Linked DNA regions of Mus musculus: all the other regions are linked to region 4. The links are chromatin contacts, called in public ChIA-PET, HiChIP or PLAC-seq and promoter capture Hi-C maps. All regions are on one chromosome and are shown on one strand. The core of a region is the stretch at or near the end of the contact, and the rest is flanking DNA. Distances in the headings are between cores, read along the strand shown.

The links. Promoter capture Hi-C pulls out the DNA fragments that hold promoters and counts their contacts. ChIA-PET counts read pairs in DNA pulled down with a chosen protein or histone mark. HiChIP or PLAC-seq counts read pairs in DNA pulled down with a chosen protein or histone mark.
Region 1: a contact with region 4 is called in an H3K27ac HiChIP or PLAC-seq map of microglia, with 7 times the contacts expected there. The contact joins the promoter of Traip here to the promoter of Dag1 in region 4. A contact is called at or near these places in 5 of 39 promoter capture datasets (the C10 cell line, the HPC-7 cell line, cranial neural crest and 2 more), 2 of 484 Hi-C or Micro-C datasets (embryonic stem cells and natural killer cells), 5 of 115 datasets of contacts at active chromatin or transcription factors (bone marrow-derived macrophages, extraembryonic endoderm stem cells, microglia and 2 more) and 1 of 9 other capture datasets (liver).
Region 2: an RNA polymerase II ChIA-PET map of memory CD8 T cells shows a contact between it and region 4, with 85 read pairs. The contact joins the promoter of Uba7 here to the promoter of Dag1 in region 4. A contact is called at or near these places in 2 of 39 promoter capture datasets (liver and neural stem cells), 2 of 484 Hi-C or Micro-C datasets (embryonic stem cells and regulatory T cells), 4 of 115 datasets of contacts at active chromatin or transcription factors (bone marrow-derived macrophages, effector CD8 T cells, memory CD8 T cells and 1 more) and 3 of 9 other capture datasets (adipose tissue, liver and pancreatic islet).
Region 3: a promoter capture Hi-C map of pre-B cells shows a contact between it and region 4, with 5 times the contacts expected there. The contact joins the promoter of Mon1a here to the promoter of Dag1 in region 4. A contact is called at or near these places in 12 of 39 promoter capture datasets (the 3T3-L1 cell line, the HPC-7 cell line, HPC-7-derived erythroid cells and 9 more), 5 of 484 Hi-C or Micro-C datasets (B cells, CD8 T cells, palatal mesenchyme and 2 more), 1 of 115 datasets of contacts at active chromatin or transcription factors (pancreatic cancer cells) and 2 of 9 other capture datasets (adipose tissue and liver).
Region 5: an RNA polymerase II ChIA-PET map of memory CD8 T cells shows a contact between it and region 4, with 36 read pairs. The contact joins the promoter of Ip6k1 here to the promoter of Dag1 in region 4. A contact is called at or near these places in 7 of 39 promoter capture datasets (the C10 cell line, the HPC-7 cell line, cranial neural crest and 4 more), 1 of 484 Hi-C or Micro-C datasets (embryonic stem cells), 4 of 115 datasets of contacts at active chromatin or transcription factors (the SCID.adh cell line, effector CD8 T cells, embryonic stem cells and 1 more) and 3 of 9 other capture datasets (adipose tissue, liver and pancreatic islet).

The regions. Positions count from the first base shown.
Region 1 is chr9:107,949,605-107,952,304 of GRCm38.p6, forward strand. It overlaps Traip (TRAF-interacting protein), which reads left to right and starts at 1,359. Exons shown (of 15, transcript NM_011634.3): 1 at 1,359-1,568. The coding sequence starts at 1,471. It overlaps Camkv (CaM kinase-like vesicle-associated), which reads left to right. Exons shown (of 11, transcript NM_145621.2): 11 at 1-87.
Region 2 is chr9:107,974,143-107,976,853 of GRCm38.p6, forward strand. Uba7 (ubiquitin-like modifier activating enzyme 7) reads left to right here and starts at 1,425. Exons shown (of 24, transcript NM_023738.4): 1 at 1,425-1,571; 2 at 1,655-1,823; 3 at 1,913-2,047; 4 at 2,164-2,270; 5 at 2,568-2,658. The coding sequence starts at 1,543.
Region 3 is chr9:107,886,681-107,889,380 of GRCm38.p6, forward strand. Mon1a (MON1 homolog A, secretory traffciking associated) reads left to right here and starts at 1,449. Exons shown (of 6, transcript NM_028369.3): 1 at 1,449-1,722.
Region 4 is chr9:108,262,523-108,265,327 of GRCm38.p6, forward strand. It overlaps Dag1 (dystroglycan 1), which reads right to left and starts at 1,293. Exons shown (of 4, transcript NM_001276482.1): 1 at 1,103-1,293.
Region 5 is chr9:108,001,336-108,004,035 of GRCm38.p6, forward strand. Ip6k1 (inositol hexaphosphate kinase 1) reads left to right here and starts at 1,313. Exons shown (of 6, transcript NM_013785.2): 1 at 1,313-1,487. It overlaps 4930535L15Rik (RIKEN cDNA 4930535L15 gene), which reads right to left and starts at 1,084. Exons shown (of 4, transcript NR_166685.1): 1 at 941-1,084.

The sequences.
Region 1 (2,700 bases), core at 109-2,608, 310 kb before region 4:
GTCTGCTCTGGTATGTGAAGGTTGGTGGGCTAACTGTGTGCCTACTGAACCTGGCAAATAAACGTCACCCTGCAAAGCCTCTGGCCACCCTCTTGCCTTTGCTTCCTCTGTCCTCTTGGGGAGGAGCCTATGGAAGGCAGTGCGGGAGGGACGAGGCTGTGGGACGATCAGTTTTTGGGTAGCGGTTGATGCTTAGTGTGTTGCTTGGAGTGAGAGTGGAGGTCACCTTCTCCAGTGTCTACCTGGATGATGTTGATGGGACTCCTCTGGACGCTAAAAATCCCACGAGAGTGGTGTGTTTCAGCTAAAAACTATCCCGAGCTGAGCGCCGAAGGGCTGACGCTTTTCCGATTCTTGTTGACAAAGAGCCTTTGTCTTAACTTGGACTTAGAGGTGGAATCTACTCAGGGCCAACCACTATAGGAAGTGACCTTGCGCGTGGGCACAGTGGGGAGAGGGTGGGATTGCACAACAGTTCTGTGCTTCTTGATGCCTACTTCCTGTGAATACCTGTGCTTTCCACTTAGACCAAAAAGATTTCATTCTGTCTTCCCCGGCTGGAGCAGACCTACTTTATAAAGTTATGTATGCTTCTTCTGAGGGAGTAATACTGCTAACGATACCGTAAAAATCGCTAAGGAGCCTCGCTTCAACTCAAGATGGCCTTTCTCAGGGAGGACCTTAAATTATCTGATGTGGGAATAATAAAGAGGGTTTGTTATTTCCTGGTCTTTGAAGCATCTGTACCTCCAAAATCACCATCCTACAGTCTCAGGTATGAGGCATTCTGGGAGGAAAGGGCTAAATTACTAGCTCCAGTGTCTACCTAATCTCAAAGGTTATTAGGTCATATTTGAATAAAGCCAGGACTAGTGTAGTGGTTCGAAGGGCTAGGACTTAATGTGTCCACCTTTCCAAGATGATCCATAGTAGAAGGTTTAGAAAGTGGGGAGCCCTCTTTCTGTTTGGGAACTGTGGGCTGCCAGCGTATGGCCTATTACTTTCCATAGCCATGGTACCATCATCCCCTTTTCTTGGCATTCCAGTCTATTTGACTGCCCTGAAGTGCAGCAAGAAGGGGTCTGGTTCACTTCGCACCGGCTCTAGCTTGAGACAATACCCGGCTTAGCAGGGATAGGGGTCAGACTGTAGTTTCACTGTTTTACGCCACAGGGGATCGCAGGGTTTTGCGGTAGAAACAGGGACCCACTCCCAGGAGACCCGAAGGAGCTAAATCCCAGGATTCCGCACGGCTGGCGGGCTGCTTATCACAGCCCTCCAGCGCCCCGCCCCGAAGTTTGTCCAATCAGAGGGAAGCACTCAGGCGTGGGTTTGTTATTCCTTCCGGTTCACTACCGGAAGTCGTGCGGTGGAGCGAAATTTGAAGGAACCGGAGCGGTGGCCGGTTCGGCCACCAAACTGTGTCTGTCGCTGGCAGCTGGTTCCCTGGGCTGCTTGAGTCGAGCCATCATGCCTATCCGCGCTCTGTGCACTATCTGCTCCGACTTCTTCGATCACTCCCGTGACGTGGCTGCCATCCACTGTGGCCACACTTTTCATCTGCAATGGTGAGTGACGGCGGTGTAGGGCCCCGTGCGTGTCCTAGAACCACTTAGACGCTATGGGGGTGTCGGGCCTAGAGACAATCCCTCCTCCGAACTAAGACAAGTGACGACGACATTAGAGGAGCCTCACGGAAGCTTTCCAACCTGGGCCGAAGTGGGCCAGGTGGAAGTGATACCGGTAGCCCACGGTGAAAGAGTGCTTCTTTATTGCGCTAAGAAATGACTTCAAAACTATTAGTTTGAGCGAAGATGAGCTTTTACTGCACTAACGAGCTATTGTATTTTATTTGAGAGTCAAGAGACAGACCAACAGCCGGGCGGTGGTGGCGCAAGCCTTTAATCCCAGCACTTGGGAGGCAGAGGCAGGCGGATTTCTGAGTTCGAGGCCAGCCTGGTCTACAGAGTGAATTCCAGGACAGCCAGGGCTATACAGAGAAACCCTGTCTCGCAAAACAAAACAAAAAAAGAAACAGACCAATTTATGCTGATAGGTTTCTGGCAATCTTTAAGGGTCTGTCGTTTGCTGGAATGCTTTGGATTGTTTCTATCCAGAAACACCTCGTTGATCAGACACTCCAGTACACCTGGCTTAACTTGGAATGGCAAGGAAGTGTGTTCCTGTCGTCGAGGGGTCCTGATGTTCAGTTGTCTTGTGGGTGACGAAAGAGTCCCTTTGCAACTGAGCAGGCTGATCCAAAGCTCCCAACCAAAGAGAAAATAAGGTAGAAGAGAGGTCTCCTTTGGGAGACTGGGAGGTTTTTGAGGGGCAATAGGGCCCACAAAGCAGGAAGTGGTGTGAACACTTCTGGGTGTCTCCCATTTGCAAAGCTTTGTTTAAAACCGACCTTAGAGTCTGTTGTGTTGCATATCCCAGTACAGGCTGGGGAGGAGGGACAGTGTGGAGACTGAATGATTGGGAGTTTTAAGGTTAGTCTCAGCTACATAAGTAAGGCAAAAGTCAGCCTGAATTTTCCCAGACCTTGTGTCAAAAAGACAAACAAACAAAACCACATAATACAGTGTTGTGTGGCCTGAGCTCCATTCCTAAGGAGCCATTGTGTAGTTAGGTTAGAAGTAACCCCGCCACTAAAGCTACTTTGTATCACCTGCTCTCTCCCTAAGCTTTCACCTTGGA
Region 2 (2,711 bases), core at 175-2,674, 290 kb before region 4:
ATAAAAAATAAAATAAAAGCATCAAGGCTGGGAGTAGCGGCTCGCACCTTTAACTCTGGCACTCAAACACAGACAAGCCCTGTTTATGATTTCAACCTGGTCTGCATAGCAAGTTCCAGACCAGAGCCAGAGCTACATGATGAGACTTTTATAAAGACAAAGCAAGCAAACAAACAACTCAACTGGCTGGTGATGGTGCGTGTCTTTAATGCCAGCACTCAGAGGCAAAGGCAGGGGAATGTCTGAGTTCGAGGACAGCTTGGTTTACACAGAGAAACCTTGTCTTTAAAAAAACAAAAACAACAAAAACAAACAAACAGTAGCAAGATGGATCTAGTGCCTTCGAGCCTGCTGTGGTGACAGCAACTACTTTCTTATTGGAACTGAGCCCACTCCACAGGAGGGAGAGAATTCATGTCTGGTATTATAAACCTGATCCAAAAAAAAAAAAAAAAAAAAAAAAAAAAAACAGTGATTGGGTAGGTCATAGGCCCTCATGGTAGAATGACAGTCATGTTAGTGACCTTAGCGCGGGGCCACTGTGGGCTTTTATCAGAGAGGCTTCCTTTTGTGGAGGGCAGTGGTGCCTGCAGGGACTCATAACCGGTCAGTGTGTAGAGAAGTGACCTGAATGTTCAGCCCTAAAGGAACATCTCGATCTGCTCTAGCCAAGGCTCAGGGAACGCCATGAAAAACAGGACGCGATAGCTTTAGAAGTGGAGGATGGAGTCTTTGCAGAACATGATCTTCTGGCCACAAATGGCTGTTGTGCTCTTGAACTCACAGTAGTTGTGACCTGCACAAGATCTGTACAAAATTTGGGCTTGTGAAGCATCCTATCATGGGAGGAACAGGGACTCATGAGGCCTCGCCCCTCCAGGAGGGTGAGACATTTTCTTTAGTTCTGTAACCACTGATAAGGTGCCCCTGGCTTCCATAAATAACCTCTCGCCCATCCTCTTGTATGAAACGTCTGCAAAACTCACCAAGTCACCAAGAGGAACAGCAAGAGTGGGAGGAGGATAGAGAAGCTAACAGATGAATATGATCAAAATGTACACGTATAAAAGTGCCATAACGAAGCACATTATTATGTGTAATTAATATATGGTGATGGAAAACACACCCACAAATACGCATGAACACAGCAACACCCTGTGTTATTTTCACAACTTATTGTGAGTCTACAGTTATTTCAAAACAAAAGTTTAAAATATATATGTGACACATGTCTTCATTTTGTGGCTGCCTGAGCTTCTCATTTCTCAGGTCTGACTCAGAGAGTCACTGGCCTCTTGTAACACTGGGACTTATCCAAGCGATAAACCCCAGTTGGCCTGCAGAGCACTGATATCTGTCCTCATTCACTGGGAGGACCAGGAACCAACTCAGTCTAGTTTCACTTTTGGTTTCCTGAAATCATAGAGGAAGCAGAAAGAGAGCTGTAACCAGCAGCAACCAGCGCTTTGGGGCCTGTTTGCCTTGTTTTCCTTGCCCCCTCCTGTGAGCCCTACAGCCTCCTCTCCAGCCCCACGACTGAGGATGGATGAAGAGTTATACTCCAGGCAGCTGTAAGTCTCAAGGTGGGATAACCAAGTCGGGTGGCTTCCAGACCTTTGGTCCCCAGCTGCCACCTCCTTCTTCTTAACCACAGGTATGTACTGGGCCTGCCTGCTATGCAGAGGATCCAGGAAGCCAAAGTCTTGCTATGTGGCCTGCAGGGTCTGGGAGCTGAGGTGGCCAAGAACCTAGTCCTTACAGGTGTGGGCAGCCTCACCCTGCATGATCCCCATCCCACCTGCTGGGCTGACTTGGCTGCTCAGGTAAGAGTTCTTGGGGGTCTCTATGCTGCCTCCCAGAGCAGAGGCCAAAGGGGAGTCTCCTTGATCAAGCTGCACTGAGCTGTCCTTAGTGTTTCCTTTCAGAAGAGAGCTTGGGAAGGAACAGGGCTGAGGCCTCTCAGGCGCAATTGGCTCAGCTCAATGAAGCTGTCCAGATCTCCGTCCACAGTGGCGACATCACTGAGGACCTACTGCAGGGTTTTCAGGTGCTTTCCCCAGAGCCACTTTGCATGCTAGCCTAGTACCTCCCTCCTGCCCTTAACGGCAGAGAGAAGGTGGCGAGTGATTCCGGGCCTGCTGATCAATCACGGTGTCCATCTAGGTAGTGGTGCTGACTGACTCCAAGCTGGAAGACCAGCTGAAGGTGGGACCTTTGTGTCACAAGCATGGAGTCCGCTTCCTGATGGCTGAAACCCGGGGCCTTGTGGGGTGAGGAGACTACCTGTGTACCCCACCACATCACTGCCAGCAATTGGTCCTAATGCCTTGCCCAGCCCTTAGCTTGCCCCATCCTCCCCGACTCAGCCTAGAGCTTACAAGGATGCTCTGGACTACAGTCTTGCCCTTGTTTCTCCACCTCAGCATGCAGACCTGCTTTAGTGCACCCTGCATGCCCAAACCAAAGTCTCCACAGCTTTCCTATAATTCCTTCCCCTTTGGGCCTGTCCTAGTGCCCCCTACTCACAACTAATGAGCTTCCTCAGTAACTTCCGCCACCCACACTAGGCGGTTATTCTGTGACTTTGGTGAGGACTTCACAGTTTTGGACCCTACTGAGGTAGAACCCATGACAGCTGCCATCCAGGACATCTCTCAGGTGGGTGCTCAGATGTAGAGGTTTCCCTGATGTCCAGAGAAAGGTGCCAGGGC
Region 3 (2,700 bases), core at 199-2,698, 380 kb before region 4:
ATACATGAACACAGAACATACATATGCACACAAAAGAAGACCTCGAACTCAGAAATCTGCCTGCCTCTGCCTCCCAAGTGCTGGGATTAAAGGGGTGAGCCATCACCGCCCTGCTCAAAAATTCTTACTTTAGACTCGTATAGTGAAATAATATGAAATGAAGTATATAGGGAAAACTTGTATAAATTATATTTGCTTCAAGGTAGGAACCTGGAAGCCAGAGCAAGCAAAGAGAGGAAATCCTGAAAGACCTATGGAGACTTGGAGAAGTTCCACTCCCCTTCTCAGTCTCCACTGCAAAGGAACGAACTCCCTCTCACATGGGACGCTTCCCTTACCCAGCATTTAAGGGTCTGGTAACCCTGTGGAAACTATCTCCAGGAAAAGGTCACAGGTTGTCATCATGTCAGTCACACATATGCCAGTATTATGGAGCCAGATTTCAAATTTGCATGGGAGAGAGGGAGGGAGGGAGAGAGAGAGAGAAAGAGAGAGAGAGAGCACACATATGCCAGTATTATGGAGCCAGATTTCAAATTCGCATGGGAGAGAGGGAGGGAGGGAGGGAGAGAGAGAGAGAGAGAGAGAGAGAGAGAGAGAGAGAGAGAGAAGAGAAGAGAGAGAAGAGAGAGATCCCCAACTTCTCCGACCTCCTTAGGGAGCCTGTCAAACTGCAAGGAAAAGTCAGAGGTTTTTGACTTTGTCCTTTATCTCAGAACTATTGGGATGACTAACCATGAAGCTTGAAAAGTAAGCAAATTGCTTCAGATAAAATATAAGTAATACTAGCCATTCCCTAATTTTGCTTCTTCAAACTATTCACCAGAAATAAGGGCTGCTGGGAAAACTTGTTTTCCTGTTTTTATTACTTTGTGTCTAGGAAATTATAAGCAGTGGTTCCTTGCCCTTAGAAATCACCCAGGAGCTTTTTCAAACAACTCCGATGCCTCGTACCTCACATTCATCCCATTAAGTAAAAATCTATAGGATAGTGTCCAGGCATTAATGTTTTTTTAAAAGCTCCCCGGGTCAGTTTATGTGAATTGTTGAGAATTGTGCTTTCTATTGCCTTAAAATAATATACTGTGACCAGACTTAAGGTCTTTTTAAGCAACAATTTTTGAGTCTTTTCAACACGTCCGCGTCTTGTACAGTCTATGTGGTTGTGCTCACTAGTGGCATTTATCCAGCTCCCTAAACTTATCATCTTTCCATGATCGGTGGGGAAATACTGACGTTCGTTCTGGTCCCTTAAAGTAAACATCTAGTGGGTGTTTGGGGGGAAGGGTAGAGGACCCGCCTCTAAGACACGGAAGAAGGCGGTGCCAGGTGAGGCAACCCGGGTCCTAGGTCAGACCCCGCCTCTGGCATCGCCAGGCTCGGGAGCCCGGAACCGCTCCCGCAGCTTTAAGGCTGCGGAGAGTTACGGACTACATTTCCCACAATGCACACAGGGGCGGGCTGGGGCTGGCCAAGAGGCTGGAACCGGGCCTCCGCCACCAGAGGCCGGTGAAAGCTGTCTTCCTGCGCCGGTGGCCGGTTAAGGGTCGGCAGGAGAGATCGGTTCCTCCGCTGTGGCCATGTCTGTATCCTCCAGGGGCGGTAGCCCCGCGAAGTTGCACTCTGAGGCCAGGCACTGCTGGACACTTATATCTCCCCAGGGGTCTGGCAGAGGGCAGTGACTGGTACCCTCGGTAGGTCCTGTGTTTCCCCAAGAAACAGGTGAGTTCGACTGCTAACCCACGTGGCCTGGGGGCGGCGAGAGGCGGGCAAGCTGTCATCTTTAGAGGGAGGGGCTTGAAAACTAGGGGGGGGGGGTGTCCCGGCCATCTACTGCCCCGATAGGGGTACTGCGGCTCTTTGGGGTCCTTTAGCCGGCTGGTCCCAGCTAGGCACTAAGAAAGATGAGGCGAGAACTCATCCTTTGGCCGGGAGAGCAATGTCCCATAGGCAGCAGACACCAACCCCCAATTCGGACATATTCGGCCCACAGAGTTCTCTTTAAAAGGAGGATGGTGGAGCGAGGCAGGCAGGTCTGAAAGGGTGAGCCAACCCTTTCTAGGTAGAGTTTGCTTGGGAACTGTGAGCAGCCTTTGTCAGGAAGGGGAGTGGCCTCTAGAGGTGACAAGGAACTAGGCTCATTGTAGATCCTGGAGGCATCCTGCTGAAGCAGCCACATCACAGTCCCAATTGAGCCCTGACTGTCAGACTTTCTGAGTCGTCCTCCCAAGTGGACCAAAGGGGTCAAGATCAAATTTGAAGCGCTGTTAGAACAGGAAAAAAGATCAAGGTTGTTTGAAGCTAGTAAGGAGGGGCTTTTGCAAGACCCTCCTCTCTCAGGAGCAATCTGAAGGAGGGAGGCGCATTGGAAGGAGGGACAGCATCAGCTTTTTGTTTGTTTGTTTGTTTTTGTTCTTGGTGATTTTGTTCATAGGCTCTGCTAGAGGCTTCTAGGAAAAGTTGCATGCCCTGGGAGCACTTAGAGGAACTGCCTAAAAAGTGTTCCTGTAGAGACCACTGGAGCTGTTCTCAGACACCTCCCTTGCATAACGGCTCAGGACCAGCTTTTCCAGGAGCACTTGCTGCAGAAATCAAAGTCTATTGGAGGTGGGAGGTGGGCTTTATCTGCTCCACTCAGCCTTCTTGCCTGAGTGTGTGGGTATCCAGAAAACGGTTCGCTTCACCAGGCCTTCTGGTTGG
Region 4 (2,805 bases), core at 43-2,542:
TGTCCTTTAAGCACGCTGACCATGTCCTTGACTTCAAGGCAAAAAGAACTTCAATTCTCCATATTTAAACCATCGATCTGTACAACCCGTTACCGTGGAATTCTTTTTCTAAACTAGAACATTCTGAAAGTATGTCTCTTGCTCATTAAGCACAATATATACTAATATGATTGCAACACCCCATCTCCATCAGATTCCAAAACATCTGGAAGCACACCCAACTCTAGCTGGAGTTATGTTCTATAAACACCACCCTCACTTCACGAGTCTGGCTTCCACGCCAAGAACTACTTCTACTCGCTTATTTAGGGAAACAGCAGGCTGGACTCTCAAGTTAGACCTCTAGGCTATAAAGGTACTGTCCCAGACTAGGCGGACCAGTCAAAACTTCGTCATCACCACGAAAACTAATCTTGATGTAATTCAACTTAACAAAAGCTTCTCAAATTGTAGAGATTAAGAGGTGTGTTTTTAATTGCCCGTTGAGTTTGTCAATAAATGAACTTGGGAGTTATAGCAAAGGACTCTGAGTCAACATGGTGTTCCCTCTGGGAACATTTTCCAAATATACTCGCAAGTGAACCTGATTTCCCAAATACCCACTGCAAAGGTAGTAAAGGAGTCTCCCACAGAAGCGCAACCGAGGGGGAGGAAAGAACCCCAAGACTCGGAGCAGCTCAAAGCAAGAGGCGGGGGCGGCGCCCTTCCCAGCCTCTGGCAGGAGCCCCACAGTAGAGATGCCTCCTAACTGGGCCGCGACCCCCACTGGCAACCCGGAGGCAGCCCGCAGGCCGCACACGCCCGCGGCCGATGCACAGGCCCCGCGTTCCCGGGAGCGCGGGCCGGGGCCGAGGCCTGGCCCGTCGCCGCGGCGCGCAGCTCCGGCCTCAGCCTTCAGCTACCGGACGGAGAGCCGAGGGGCGGCTCCGCACGGACGGCGGCGGCGCCGCCTCCTCACCCGCAAGGACGTCCGTGGCCGTGTCCCCGCCCCGGGCCGAAAGGGAGCAGCAGCAGGTGTTCCGCGGAAGGCTCGGTCGGCTGCAGCGGGGATCCCGGCCCCAGCAGGCAGGCACCGGGAGGCAGAGGCGGGAGGCGCACTCACCCAGCACCACGGGCAGGCCGCGGCAGGTGTTCGCTCCTCCGGGCCCAGGGACACCGCCGCCACTCCCCGGGGACTCCGCGCGAAGCTACCGCCGCTGCCGCCCCCGAGCCCCAGGAGCGCGAGCGCCGCGCCGCAGCCTCCGCGCGATCACGTACCGAGCGGTGAGAGGGCGCCGAGCGCGAGGGCGGGGCGCGCGGCCGGAGCCTAGCAACCGCCTGACACGCGAGTGCCGCAGCCAATCCCACGGCCGACTCGGAGCGGCGCCGACTAGCCTTCAGCGCGCGGCCCGCTTCTGCCTGCGTCGCTAGCCCCGCAGCGCGCCGCACCCGCGCACAGGCCCCGCCCCGTCCCGCACCTCTCTGCCCATTGGCCTGTCACGCCCCCGCCCCAAAAGCCACGCCCCGACGTAGAGGCCCCGCCCCCGAAGTCGACCAAGTGGGTCCCGGGACACGCCTTAGCCAGTCCGGGTAGCTGGGAGCGCTTGCTAGCTGGGGTGGGGGAGGGGCACCTTTCCCAACTTCTCCCGAAGAATAAATCGAGGTATGGACAGGCCGGCGAACCGGTCCGGCCACAACAAGCCACCACACAGCTGCCCCCTAATTTCCTTCGAGCAAAACGCAAGCGGTATCTAAACCATTCAAACACTCAGGAAGCGCCCTCCCAATTGCAAAGGAAGAGAGGCCTTGTTACCCTCTCCTTAATATGGATGGAGAAACTAAGGCCAGATCCGGGTGGGTGGGCAGGAAGGTAACCCATTTCTTTAGTGCTGGCCATACAACAGGCTTCCCCTCCCCCTCCTTGGAAAGCTAAAATCCAATGCCTCCTCTGGAGCTCAAAATAGCTCTGACCCGCTAGCACAGGTCACTCACCCCCCGGTGGCCCACATTCTTTAGATGGGTGGTTACTGCTAGAATCTGGCCTCCCCCATTTATGGAGGGTCCTAAAGTAGTTCTTAACTCTCCTGGGCTCACCAGAGGGCCCAAACTCCAGAGACTGGAGATTTAACAAGTTACTAAACCTGACAGTGCATAATACCTGTGGAAATCAGAACTGTGGTAGGCTCTGCTCCCTTCCTAACTGACCCCACACTGCTAGAAGGAATCCATTCCTCTTTGGCCTAGGGCCAGGCTGGAGTTTCAGACACAAGCTGTTATCAGTAAACTCATTCTGAATACAGACCCGGCGGCTACTCAGCCTGGGATTCCTGCCTAAAGGACGGGCAGTTCTCTTCAGAAGAGTCTAGGAGAAAAAATTTTCAGGAAGAAATGCCCTACCTCAAATACCTGTTTGCAATTTCTCAATTCTTACGTGACTAACTCATAGAGCCTAGAAAAGGAAGAGGAACTAAAATCCAGGAGAGCAAGAGCAGGCCATCCCTTGGATGTTAATAAACTGAAGAGTTAATGGCTTCTCAGATTCTGACTTTAAGACTGTACCATTTTAGAAAGGCTGAGAATGAGCTGGCCATGGTTGCTGCCGTCTGTAATCTTTACACTCATAAAGCTGCGACTTAAGGATTGCTGTAAATTGAAGGCCAGTCAAGGTCGCATAATGAGTCTCCAGGCCAGTTTGGGCTATAGAGTGATACCTTGTCTCAAAAACTAATCAAGGGCTTCAGAGATTACTTAGACAGTAAAGACATTACTGATGACTTAAGTTGGGTCCCCACAACCCACATGGTGAAAAGAAAGAACCAACTCCAA
Region 5 (2,700 bases), core at 63-2,562, 260 kb before region 4:
CAAGAGATTGGCTTGCTTCTGCCCCTCAAGAGATTGAAGGTGTATACTGCCATGCTCTGCCTAAGAAAAACTCTAAAAATTAGTTTTATATGTATGTGTGTCTGTATGAATATATGCCACATGTGTGCTGGTGCCCATGAAGAGGGTGTTAGACCCCCCATAAAGCTTTGAGCTGGGTGATGTGGGTGCTAGGAACAGAACCCAGGTTCTCTGTGAGAACAGCAAGTACTCTTAACCACTGAACCATCTCTCTTAATGGGGTGTCTATCAAAAGAAGAGTGTTAGAGACTTCAGTTTCAGCAGCCTGAGCGGCTATAAGTGTTTTTTCCTGAGTACTTGGCTTACTCTAAGAGCTTATTAAGTCTGTTTCTTGTTCATCTTCATTTTATAGACAGAGCAACTAAAGAGAAGCTAAAGCTCAAAGTTCTCAGAGTTAGGGCGTTTTGGTGTGGGACCAGGTGCTGTGATGTATCCTAACCTTGAAGCCAAAAGCCCCGGGTTAGGTGTCTACTTATGGAGAACAAGGGATGGTCATTTTCGGACTCATAGTTTGCCTTGGAGATAGATCATGATAGCCAAGGGCAAAAAGACACTGTGTCACAGGAACTTAACGGTGCTCTGAGGCAAATAAGAGCGATCACTATGTGCTGAGACTTGAGCTGGTTGCAGATTGAATTCTTATGCAAAATAAGCCGGGGAAAGGGGAAGCCGAAATCGAAGAGGTAGCACAGACGGCTGTGCCTCGGGACTGGTGAGAGACAACGCTGGGAGACGCTTAGAAAACACTAACTCCGGAGCTAGAAGAGTAGAAGGACCCATCGCCACCACTTCCTAAGACTGTGTGACCTTGGCTCAGGCTCTTTTCTGCGCCTCAGTTTCCTCACCAGTTAACTAGGGACGATCCCAAGCACAGAGGCAGGGGACAAAGCAAATACCGTACCTATGACATTCCCTAAGTGTGTGCGAGAGGATGATAAACGCTGCCAGCTCAAAACCGAAACGATTGCGCAGGTGAGAAAACGAAGGGCTCTCCAGCATCACCCCCATCGCTGCTAAAAGCTCCACTGCTAGCAAACCTGAGAATGGCGCGCATGCGTCAATTCCTGCCGTCACAGTCACGTGCCCCAGGCATTCTGCACGAGAGGCACGCCCTGACTGACGGAACAGTTGACGAATCAACGCGAAGAACTCCTTCAGGCGTCCCAAGAAGAGGCTATTGATTGGAGATAACCTCAGTTAGGGGCGGGTTCTTTGCTGTCCTTGGTTACTATGACGCCCGGCCCCCGCCCCCTCGGCTGGCCGCCATCTTGTTGTTGATCCGTACCCAGTGGGCAGCGCCAGGAGCTGGACCGAGCGGCCGGTGAGGGGCCGCTGCTGCGGGGCTCAGCCACCAGCGCCGCCTGCCAGGGGGGCGGGCCGAGACCTGGAGGCCCGGGGGGCCCAGCTCCCGTGGGGAGCCTTGGGCGCCCGCTGCCCGAGTCGGGCCGGTGAGTGACAGGAGTCGGGCCAAAAGACCCGCCCGACACCCACGGCGAGGGTGGCGGCGGGCGCGGGGTTGTTGCTGGCGCGCGTAGGTAGGGTCGGGACTTGGGGCGAGCATCACTGGAACATCATTCCAGCATCCTGGTTGGCCTTCCGCCGAGCCTCCCAGATGTTGACACGGAGGCTGGGTGGGCAGCCCGGGTGGAGGTCGGAGAGCCCTGAGCCCTGGGACCGGCCGGCGGGGTACCGGGAAACCTGCCTTTCAGACCGAATCCCTGGGTGCCTGAGAGCCGGCGTGCTGAGACGTGGTTGCTGCCAGCTCGTTCTCCCGGCCGTAACGTTCCTCCAAATCAGCGATAAACGTTACGTCGCTCTTAAGATTTCATACTCCTGCGAGTAAATTTTCAGGCCGCTTGAGACTAAGATGAGACGAAACAGGCCTAAAATGCCTTCTGAGCCAAGGAGGGTGGTATCGGGGCCCTGTGCTTTTGGTAGGGCTATGATCCTCTGCCTGGCATCACCGAGATCCCTCGGCGTCTTCCGTGCTCTTCAGGGCTCACTGTTTACTGCTTCTTGAAGAACCTAGCTAAATGTCCACAGTGGCAGAGTTTTATTTGGGGTATAAGTTGTTTGGTGCTCGACTTGGAGTATGTGGTTTAGGAGGATAAGGATGATGATGATTTGATTAATTTTGTCTCTTAAAGAGACAGTCCGTTAGGAGACGTAGGAGTGTTGGGACTATTAAAAACAAAAACTGAACTAGGGTATGGGAGCTCATGCACTAGGCTGAAGGAGGAGGATTGCCATGGGTTGCGGGCGGGCCAGGCAGAGCTACCTAGCAAGACCCTGTCTGCAGACAAAAGCAGAGCTGAAAGCTGTTGATGCTTGATGAAAACAGCGAGTCAAGCTTAGAGTCAAGATGGAGGCGGGGCTGGCAATCCCCAAAAGAGTATGCAGCTCTAGAAAGGGTCCTGGCTGCTGTAAATCACATTTTTACCCAGGGTCCCTTAGGTTCGCCACACAGGTGTCTTGTATGTTGTCGTCATATGAAACCCACAAAAGACGATTAAGGAGGCCAAGCAGGAGGTGTGCTCGTAATGTCTGTTAGGATCATGCCTCCTCTGAACGTTTAATTTTGGGAGAAACCAGCACCCTGGGCTGGAGATGATACCTTTGGGAGACTGGGCTGAATGCAGCCGGCCGAGGCAGCAAGTTGTG